Regions from separate parts of the Callithrix jacchus genome. Here region 1 is linked to region 2. Evidence: chromatin contacts called from public Hi-C data. All regions are on one chromosome and are shown on one strand. Each heading gives the region's core, a stretch centred on a gene start, on an enhancer-like site or on the middle of the called end of the contact. The rest is flanking DNA. Distances are from core to core; before and after follow the strand shown. Region 1 has its middle 86 kb from the start of CD93. Region 2 holds the start of THBD (thrombomodulin).

What was found. A called contact is a pair of places that touch in the nucleus more often than the background predicts.
Region 1: a Hi-C map of skeletal muscle shows a contact between it and region 2, with 3 times the contacts expected there. The contact joins the enhancer-like site here to the promoter of THBD in region 2. A contact is called at or near these places in 2 of 3 Hi-C or Micro-C datasets (both in skeletal muscle).

What each region holds. Positions count from the first base shown.
Region 1 is chr5:30,209,783-30,214,749 of calJac240_pri, reverse strand. No RefSeq gene overlaps it. Among named protein-coding and RNA genes, the nearest start is that of CD93, 86 kb to the right of the region's middle. Within about 2 kb of position 3,174, at least 5 of the 16 cell types and tissues checked have an H3K27ac peak or open chromatin away from gene starts, as enhancers often do. A contact at or near this core is called in skeletal muscle, where this site is marked.
Region 2 is chr5:30,080,088-30,084,931 of calJac240_pri, reverse strand. It overlaps THBD (thrombomodulin), which reads left to right and starts at 2,670. Exons shown (of 1, transcript XM_003732821.6): 1 at 2,670-4,844. The coding sequence starts at 2,836. The coding sequence ends at 4,551.

The DNA of each region.
Region 1 (4,967 bases), core at 1,925-4,424, 130 kb before region 2:
ACACATAAACATACTACACACATATCACGCAAATACAAACAAGACACACAGACACACACCCACACACACAACGTATGCACCACACAGCCGCCTCCCTGGCCCCACACTCTATAGACAGACAACAGAGGGCAAGAGGGGCCGGTGCAGGGGGCACAGCCAGGCTGCAGGGAGGTGTGTGGGGCTGGGATGCGAAGGCAGCAGAGACCTCCCTGCTCTCTCTGGCTTCAGAGGAGGGAGGGAGCCGCGGCAGCTGCAGCAGCTGTGGTTCTGTGCCCAACCCAGATCTCTCGCTGCCCCTCTGCCTCCCTGTACTCCTGGGACCTGCTGAGCCAGCCAGGACAGCCTAGTGGCGGCCCAGTCCCTCCTGCAGAGGGCCTGGATAGGTACTGTTCCCAGGGATCCCATCTCTTGCTGGGTCTGGTCTCAGGTGCACCCTCCTCCTGCAGGAGGTGACAGAAAGACCAGCCTCTCCTGCTCCCAGTGGTCATCCTCTCTCTAGAGCCCTGCCCTGGGCTTCCCTCCTGCCTGGTTCTCTCCTCTTTCTGGGGATCCCCTCTAGTAAACATGTGCTCCCTGGGCCTCACGTCAGGGTCTGCTTTAGAAACACAGGCTGCTTGTGGGGGCGGGGGGGGGGTCCCACAGCTTCTTTCTACCCGCCCTGCCCTCGGGCTCTTCCAGTGATGGCTCCCATTTTCCTCTCTCCCCTAAAGAAGAGCCTCCACCAGGTCCTGTTGTGTGCCTGTCATCCAAGGGTCTTTGGCTCTGTCCTTGGTGGTACAGGTTCCATGGTGTCCCTCTCAAAATTCAGATGTTGAAGTCCTCACACCCAGCACCTCAGCATGTGATCTGATATGGAGTTAGGGTACTAGGTGAGAGGTAGTAAAGTAAAAGTGAGGTCACACGGGTGGGCCCTGATCTGTAGGACTGACGTCTTTCTAGAAAGGGGAGCTCTGGGCAGAGACAGGCACGGGGGAAGGTGATGTGGAGAGCCAGGGAGCAGATGGCTGTCCACCAGCCAAGGCGGGAGGCCTGCACTGGACCAGCCGGCCACCCTCAGGAGGTGCCAGGCCATCCAGCACCTTGCTCTCGGACTTCCGGCCTCCAGTGCTGTGCAAGAACAAAAGCCTGTGGTTTAAGCTGCCTGGGGTGTGATCCCTGGTGGCAGCAGCCCCAGAAGACACCCATTGAGAGAGGCTCTGCTTGGCATGGCCCTCAAGGCATACCTTCCAGGGGCAGAGACTTGACTGTACCTGACAGAGCCATGTGCACTGGGGCAGGGTCACCTGGTGCTCACCAGTCTCTTCACCTGGAACATGAGGTCTGACAGATGGGACCACCCCAGCATATGCTCCATCTGCCAGCCTAACCTGATATGGGTGCTAAGCAAAGTCCCTTGGGCAGTTGACTTTTTTTTTTTTTGTACTTGCCAACTTAGAGATATGTTATAAGTAAAATTTCAGTGTCACAAAAGAAATAGCACTCAAAGATAAATCCTCTCAGCAAGGGCATGGTGGTGCGTGCTTGTAGTCCCAGCTACTGGGGAGGCTAAGGCAGAATTGCTTGAACCCGAGAGGCGGAGGTTGCAGTGAGCTGAGATCGTGCCACTGCACTCCAGCCCAGTGCCTGAGCAAGACCGTCTCAAAAAAAAAAGGAAAAAAAAAAATCCTCTCAGCAAGACAGTTTACTTTTATAGAAGGGTGCGGCGCACAGATGGAGCAATGCAAGTGGACACCTGGACAAGGAGGGGAAGAGGTACTTATGCCTGCCGGGGGTCGTCCCTACTGCTGTATTGTTCCCCTGTTGGCTAGGGTTAGACCACACAAACTAGACTAATCCTGATTGGCTATTTTAAAGAGAGTAGGGGTCCCAGCTGGAGTGACACGGTGGGTGTTTTGGTGGGAAGGACCGTTATAGGTGGATCAGAGCAGGTAGCAGGGGGTGACCTAGGTTAAAGAAGGTGACCAGAGCAGGTGACCCGGATGAGTCAGAACGGAGCAGGGGCCAGGGGAACAGATGTGAACTACTGATTAGAACTGGTGGAGAAGGTTGTTTACTGGAACTACAAGGAAGTGAAACTTTAAAATAGAGAATTAAAGAATAAGAGAGCTGAACATACTGACATGCTGATTCTTTGAAGAGAAAGTTGGGCTTCACTATAACAGATGGAATCAGAGCGTGGAGTCCCTGCCTGAGGACCTGGGAGACTGTGGAGCCGAACCCCACCCCTTCTCAGCCTAGAGGCGAGTGTGGCTGCTAGGCAGCCTGTGAAATGTAATTCTACCCTCCTCACAAGACCCAGGGCAAGTCGGAAAACCCCTCTGAGGAAGGAAACTATAACCAAGAAAGTCGTGCTGTGTTCTTGCCCTCTCTCCTGGTATCCACAGGGCAGTTCTCAACATTTCAGAGCGCGTGGAGCCTCAGCAGGCTCCTGCTGTGGTGGGAAGAGCATGGACATGAGCCAGCCAGAGCTCCAGTTCCAGACGCGCTGCTCACCCGCTTTAAACGAACCTCACAGAGCCTCAGTTTCCCCACCTGAGTGGTGGGATGAGGCTCTTCCCCTCAGAGGTCAGCACAGTGTGTGCTCTCCATCAGCATGCTTGCCAATGTTCTAGAAAACAGCAGTGGCGCTGGATGATTTGAGGAGACAGCAAGGGTAGTGATAAAAACAAACAAATAAATCTCACTGGGCCACAGAAGGAGAAGGGGAAATTAGGTAAGAACTCAGAAAGCGTCAGACTCAGTCAGAGAAAGTCTTCGGGGAGGAAAACAGATCTGGGCCCTCGACCAACGCATCTTCCCACGCTCTGGCAAGGAGGGGACAGGAGGGCTCATTCCCAGTGTCTCTTTGCTGCAGTGGGGCCTCACAGTGAGGAGACCGGAGCTCAGAAGCAGGAGAGCAGGTGCGTGGCCTCCACCCTGCAGAGGGGATCGTGTGGGGGGCCCCAGCCTCCTAGAGAGGCCCAAGGCTTCTAGCCATCTGTCCAGTGCCGAGTGGAGACCTGCCTGCCTGACCTCAGGTACAGTCCGGTTTTCCTTCCCTTTCTTTTTTCCATTAACATAGTGAGCGCTTGCCTGCCTGTAGGGTTTGGGAAAGGACACACCCTCCCATCAGCTGTCCACAGCTGCTGTGACTGTCCGCAGCCGTGGGGAGGGCCTCCTTCTCTGGAATAGTAAGGGTGTCCTCAGGCACCCTCAGGAGGGGCAGAGGCTGACCTGGGCCCCGGTGTCCCATCAGCACCCTGGAACTCTCTGGGTTCCATGGAGAGGCCTGGGTTGGGTCTCCTGGGTGGGCCTCCTGGGTGGCTCTCAGCTGGACAGTCCACCCCTCACCCAGCACAGTGATGGAGCCACAGCACGCAGTGTGTGGTCCAGGATTCTGAGCAAGAGACTGAGGAAGGGGGCGGGGTGGGGAGCAAACGTCACTTCCTGAGTCCCACGCACGGTCCACCCAGCAGCTGCTGAGGCCCATGGCTCACCTTTGACCTTCACCGTGACCTGGCTGATCTTTTGGAAAGGTTGGTCCACGCAGCTGACGATATCCAGGAGGGGGACTTTGGGGACACCAACTCCAGAGGTGCTCACATGCTGTTTTATTTAGAAAGCAAAGGATAACACTAGAGAAACCAAGCGGACTGCTTGTGCTTAGCTGATTACAGCTCCTACTGCTGTGCTTTCTCAGGGCCATCCCCAGGCTCAGGCCCTGCTCCTCTCCAGTAACGGTTCCGGGTCCCAGCAGGGAGACTGCACAGCTCATAATCGCCCTGTCCCTCTCCTTGGGGTTATTTTCCCAGACCCTCTGCTCTCCCTGCCCTGGGAGGGTTGACTCAACGAGGACGGCTTTGGGTATCTGTAGTGGCTGACTGAACCCCAGCCACCATCCTTGAGCTCTTTCTGTGCCCTGAAGGGTGCTCTCAGGGAGGGCTGGGCTCATGGCAACGGTCTAACAGCAGGCCAGGTTAAAGCACAGATGTGGTGGAACCCCCACCCCCAACCCTGCCCACAGGTGAGGATGGTGCCGGGAGAGCCTTCCTGGAAGACTTGAGGGCAGAGCTGGGTTTTGAGGGATGAATAGGAGTTTACTGGGGTACAGGTGAGCATGGGAGAAGGCAGATATTCCAGGCAGTCCATAGAGGATGTTCAATGACACAAGACAGGCCACTGTCTGAGGAAATGGAGCCGTAAGAGAGTGTTTCATGAAACAGTAATGGGTCTGAGCAGAATACACTCAGGACAGTGCCATCCCTTTCTCTAGGAGTGCCCTCGTCAGCCCACCATTCAGATAACAGGTTCTTAGAGGCCTCCTCTCTTCCCAGCCACTGTCTTGCTGGTCAGTTTGAGCTCCTCTGCCTGTCCTAATCAGGTAAACTGACCCGTCAGCATAAGCAAATCCCCGTTGCATTTTACGCCGTGGCTTCCAATCAGCTGCTGCTTGCTGGGGTGTCAAGACCTCTCATGAGTTATTTCACCAGATTCTCAAGTTTGTCTGTCCATGAGAAATGGGGATGTGGGAAAATGGAGGCACAAAGATGTGGCTTGTTTAAAGCTAGACGGCCGGGAAGCAGAGACGCTTGGTTCTGTGACCTGACTCTTAGATAAAGCGTAACATTTCCTCACCACGTATACCCACAGCTATTTTAGTGTCAACAGAAGGTCGCAGCAGGTGGGGAGAAATTTGCCACCGTCCCTGCAAGTGAGGCCCGTTCTACGAGTCCAAGTGCAAAGAGCTAAGACAGTGGCGGCCACAGCTGGTATGTTTTTTGTATTCTTAGTAGAGACGGGGTTTCACCATGTTGGCCAGGATGGTCTCGATCTCTTGACCTCGTGATCCGCCCGCCTCAGCCTCCCAAAGTGCTGGGATTACAGGCGTGAGCCACCGCATCCAGCCAGCTGATATGTTTTGAACGCCATCACTGTGTGCGTGCCTTCTGTCATTCACTCCTCAGAAGCCAATGATGTGATGTGTCTTT
Region 2 (4,844 bases), core at 1,421-3,920:
GTGGCACAGATAGGAAGATAGGGGTGGGGCAAGAACAGAGACAGGGGACCTTCATTCACCACAAGGTGGTTTAAAATGTGAAAAACCTCCAAGGTACTGTCTGAAGAGGAAAAATGAAGCTGCTGAGGGCAGGTCCTGGAAGGCAAAGGTATCCTGAGCACCAGTGGTAAAGCCCTGATGGGTGGGAAAGCCAAATGGGTCATGCCCACTCATCCTTCTACAGGGCAACCCAGACACTGGTACCACCCATGGGGACAGTGCTCTGCTTCCAACTGTTGTTGCTCTAGCTTCTTTCTAATATAGAAACATCCAAAATCTGCACCTCCTCATATAGGTTGATCCAAGGTTCACAGACATCACTGAGTTCTCAGTGGACTCAGTCACTGGGGCTGTTCTCACACTTTCCTTTTCTTTTCTTTTTTCTTTGCAAGAATCAGTAATGGGTGCAGGCAGACCCGCACAGATCGTCCAGTGAAACATGGTGGTGGTACATCAGCTAGAATCCCATCCAAGAATGCAAACATCCTGGTATGTGGGGTGAGACCTGACCCTTTAATGTCCCTCAGTCCCTTTCAGGGCTGGCAGGCTCAGAAGGGACCTGCTGATCACCCCCCAGGGCCCCATGTCTTGTTTAATGCTTTGCTGTCACAGTCTTGAAATCCTTGTAATTGAACAAAGGACCCTACATTTTCACTTTGCACTGGTCTCTGATTCCATAACGGATCCTGTCCCCTCTTTTGTCTCATCCACTCCGTGAATCGTCCCCACATTCAGACCCTTCAGCAGTGTCCCCAAGAGGTTCCTGCCCCTGTCTGAAGCTTCACCCTCAACCCCATGGCGGCACCCCAGGCAGCCCTGCTTCTGGGTCCCGCGTCGGCAGGCTGTACACCGGAGTCACGACCATTGATTCAGCCGAGACAGCCACCGACTGCCTGCTCCCGCCGGGGACAGCTCTGCTGTCCTGTCTGCTGCCCTTCCCTTCTACTTCCCAGGGGTCCGGGTCAGGTGAGGTGCAGCTGTGCGCATTCCGGGAGCTTCAGACCCCTGTGTGTCCAGCAGCTCCTCCGTTTCCGGAAGGCTCTGCCCCAAGGCGCTGGAGGGTGTGGGGTGGGACAGCCCTTTCGCTTTCGGAGTGTCCACGCTCCACCCACTTGGTCACGGCGGGTCAGTCCAGTCCAGCCCGGCCCACCCCCCCGGTGCGTGTCTTTCGCACGTGCAGGCTCCATACTCTCTGTTCTCGTTTAATGTCCGGAATCTACGAGACCCTGGAGGCAAGAGGTAAACGCCGCGGAATCCACAAGGGGCTGCCGGGGTACGGAGCTTCCTACCCCAGGGGGAGGCCTCTGCGCTCCCAGACCTTAACCCTTTTTAGCCCGAAACTTCTCCAACTTCCTTGGCTTTGTTTAGAGCTCGACAGCGCCGCCGCCTGGCGCTCGTTGTGAGGACGGTGGAGGAGAGACGCAAGGGTGTCTTTGAACCTTTTGCCTCTCACTGTTATGGGGGCGACCGGAGGAGGTGGCCCACTCCTCCGCATTCCCAGTCAGGGAACTACCGGACGAGGTCGAAAGCCACAGGTTCCTATCTCCTCCTCCAGCCCTCCTCACCGCGCCCATCCACGGGACCGTGTCTCCTCAGTGCCCTTTGCCAAGCAAGTGGCATTTCTGTGCATCTCGGTATCAATGCGGCCGCTGGACCAAATGGAAACTTTCTTTGCTGACATGAGTGGGACCCGCGGGAAGCCCGCAGCGCCTCCCCGAGGGGCTGCCAGCCACCCTGTTGGGGTGCGAGATGCGCCGTCCCTCGGAAGCTGGACGGAAACCGGCCCGGCTGCTTCGCTCCCACGCGCCCGCTCTTACCCCGCGCCGCAGCAATTCACCTGCCACGGCCTCTGAGCGAGGTCAGGACCTCAGGAGCCGTGATAGTGTCCCCGCGCCTTCCTCACGTGACGAGATGGGGTTGCCCAGGGACTCGCGGGTCCCCCTGGCCAACCATGGGGCAGAGGGCGCTGCTGTCAGGCCAGTCTTCCCCGCCCTGTCCCGTCACCCCAGCCACACCCACTGTCCTCTGAGGCCAAGCGCTCCGCCGGTTCCCTGAGCCAGGCACCCTGGCAGGGGACGGGATCCAGCTGTCTCTCCTTGCGAGCCTGTCTTTGGGGAAGTCCACGTCCTAGACAGTCCCTCCCAAAGTCCCCTTCGTGCGGGTCACCCCTCCCAGTGTCCTGCAGGTTTCGTGCACCATCTCCCCCACGCCCCATTCCAAGCCCTCTTCGCTGACGTCTCCGATTCCCAGAGCTCTGCAATGCGGGCTTTCCTTGGATGTGACGGCAACATATATGAAAAGAAAGGAAGGAAGTCCAAGAGATGAAGGAGGGCTGCACGCGTGGGGGCCAGCGTGGTGGGGGCGGGGACAGTCGTCTGGCTACAGGGGTGCTGGCCTTTCCTGGCGCCTGCCCCTGTCGGCCCCGCCCGAGAACCTCCCTGCTCCAGAGCCGGGTTTACTCATCCCGGCGAGGTGATCCCATGCGCGAGGGCGGGCTCAGGGCGGCCGGAGAACCCAGCAATCCGAGTATGCGGCCTCAGCCCTTCCCACCAGGCACTTCCTTCCTTTTCCCGAACGTCCAGGGAGGGAGGGCCGCGCACTTATAAACTCGAGCCCCGGCCGATCCGAATGTCAGAGGCTGTCTAGCAGGGGCTGCGCGCCGCGGCCAGAAGGGTCTGGACTGAGACGGTCAGGAGAGGCTGTCACCAGCGGCGTCCTGCGCCCCTCTGCTCCGGCCCGGCCCGGTCTCAGTGCCTGCGCTTTTCACAGCGCCTGCACTCGGCGCGTCTGGGTAACATGCTCGGGGCCATCCTCCTTGGCGTGCTGGCTCTGGCCGGCCTGGGGCTCCCCGCACCCGCAGAGCCACAGCCCGGTGGCAGCCAGTGCGTCGAACACGATTGCTTCGCGCTCTACCCGGGCCCCACGACCTTCCTCGCTGCCAGCCAGATCTGCGTTAGACTGCAGGGCCACCTAATGACAGTGCGCTCCTCAGTGGCTGCCGATGTCATTTCCTTGCTATTGAGTGGTGACGGCGAGGTTGGCCCGCGCCTCTGGATCGGCCTGCAGCTGCCACCAGGCTGCGGCGACCCCAACAGCCTCGGGCCCCTGCGCGGCTTCCAGTGGGTTACGGGAGACAACCACACCAGCTACAGCAGGTGGGCGGAGCTCTACCTCAATGGGGCTCCCCTCTGCGGCCCGTTGTGCGTCTCGGTCTCTGCTGCTGGGGCCCCTGTCCCCGGCGAGCCGGTCTGGGAGGAGCAGCCGTGTGATGTGAAGGCCGATGGCTTCCTCTGCGAGTTCCACTTCCCAGCCACCTGCAGGCCCCTGGTGGTGGAGCCCGGCGCCGCGGCTGCAGCCGTCCGGATCACCTATGGCACCCCTTTCGCGGCCCGCGGAGCGGACTTTCAGGCGCTGCCGGTGGGCAGCTCCGCCTCGGTGGCGCCCCTAGGCTTGGAGCTGGAGTGCGCCGCACCGCCTGGGGAGGTCCAGGGACACTGGACTAGGGATGCGCCCGGCGCTTGGGACTGCAGCGTGGAGAACGGCGGCTGCGAGCACGCGTGCAATGCGAGCGCTGGGGCTCCCCGCTGCCTCTGCCCAGTCGGCGCCGCCCTGCAGGCAGACGGGCGCTCCTGCACCGCACCCGCGAAGCAGTCCTGCGAAGACCTCTGCGAGCACTTCTGCGTTCGAAACCCGGACAAGCCGGGCTCCTATTCGTGCATGTGCGAGACCGGCTACCAGCTGGCAGACGACCTGCACCGGTGCGTGGACGTGGATGACTGCATGCTGGAGTCCAATCTGTGCCCGCAGCGCTGTGTCAACACTCAGGGTGGCTTCGAATGCCACTGCTACCCTGGCTACGACCTGGTGGACGGCGAGTGCGTGGAGCCCGTGGACCCGTGCTTTGGAACCAACTGCGAGTACCAGTGCCAGCCCTTAGGCCAAACTAGCTACCGCTGCATCTGCGCCGAAGGCTTCGCGCCGGTGCCCCAGCAGCCGCACAGGTGCCAGATGTTTTGCAACCAGACTGCCTGTCCAGCCGACTGCGACCCCAACACCAAGTCTAACTGTGAGTGTCCTGAAGGCTACATCCTGGACGAAGGTTTCATGTGCACCGACATCGACGAGTGCGAGAACGGCGGCTTCTGCTCCGGGGAATGCCGCAACCTCCTGGGTACCTACGAGTGCATCTGCGGGACCGACTCGGCCCTTACTGTCCAGATTGGCACCGACTGTGACACCGACAAGGTGGACGGAGGCGACGGCGGCTCTGGAGAGCCTCCGGTCAGCCCGACGCCGGGCTCCACCTCCAATCCCCCGGCCGCCGGGCGCGTGCATTCGGGCGTGCTCATAGGCATCTCTATTGCCAGCCTGTCCCTGGTGGTGGCGCTTTTGGCCCTCCTACGCCACCAGCGCAAGAAGCAGGGCGCCACCAGGGCCAAGATGGAGTACAAGTGCGCGGCCCCCTCCAAGGAGGTAGTGCTGCAGCACGTGCGGACCGAGCAGACGCCTTAGGGACTCTGAGCGACCTCCGTCCAGGAGCCCGGCTTTGGCGTGGGCTTTCTCTCGCTCCTGTGCCTCCTCGCCCTCAGCTGTACTCCACCGCTACCCAGAGCACCCTAGCTGGATTACAGCTGGAGAAGGCCCGCCCCGCCCCCACCAAGCTGTGTTCTCTGATTCCATGCCTAAACGGGGAGAGGCCGATTAGAAGGAGGAGAATGAGCCTCAGCCTCTTCCATGACGTCACTGGACCACTGGGCAGACATGACGATTTTACGACGAAGGCAAAGAAGTGTCGCAGCTCCTCA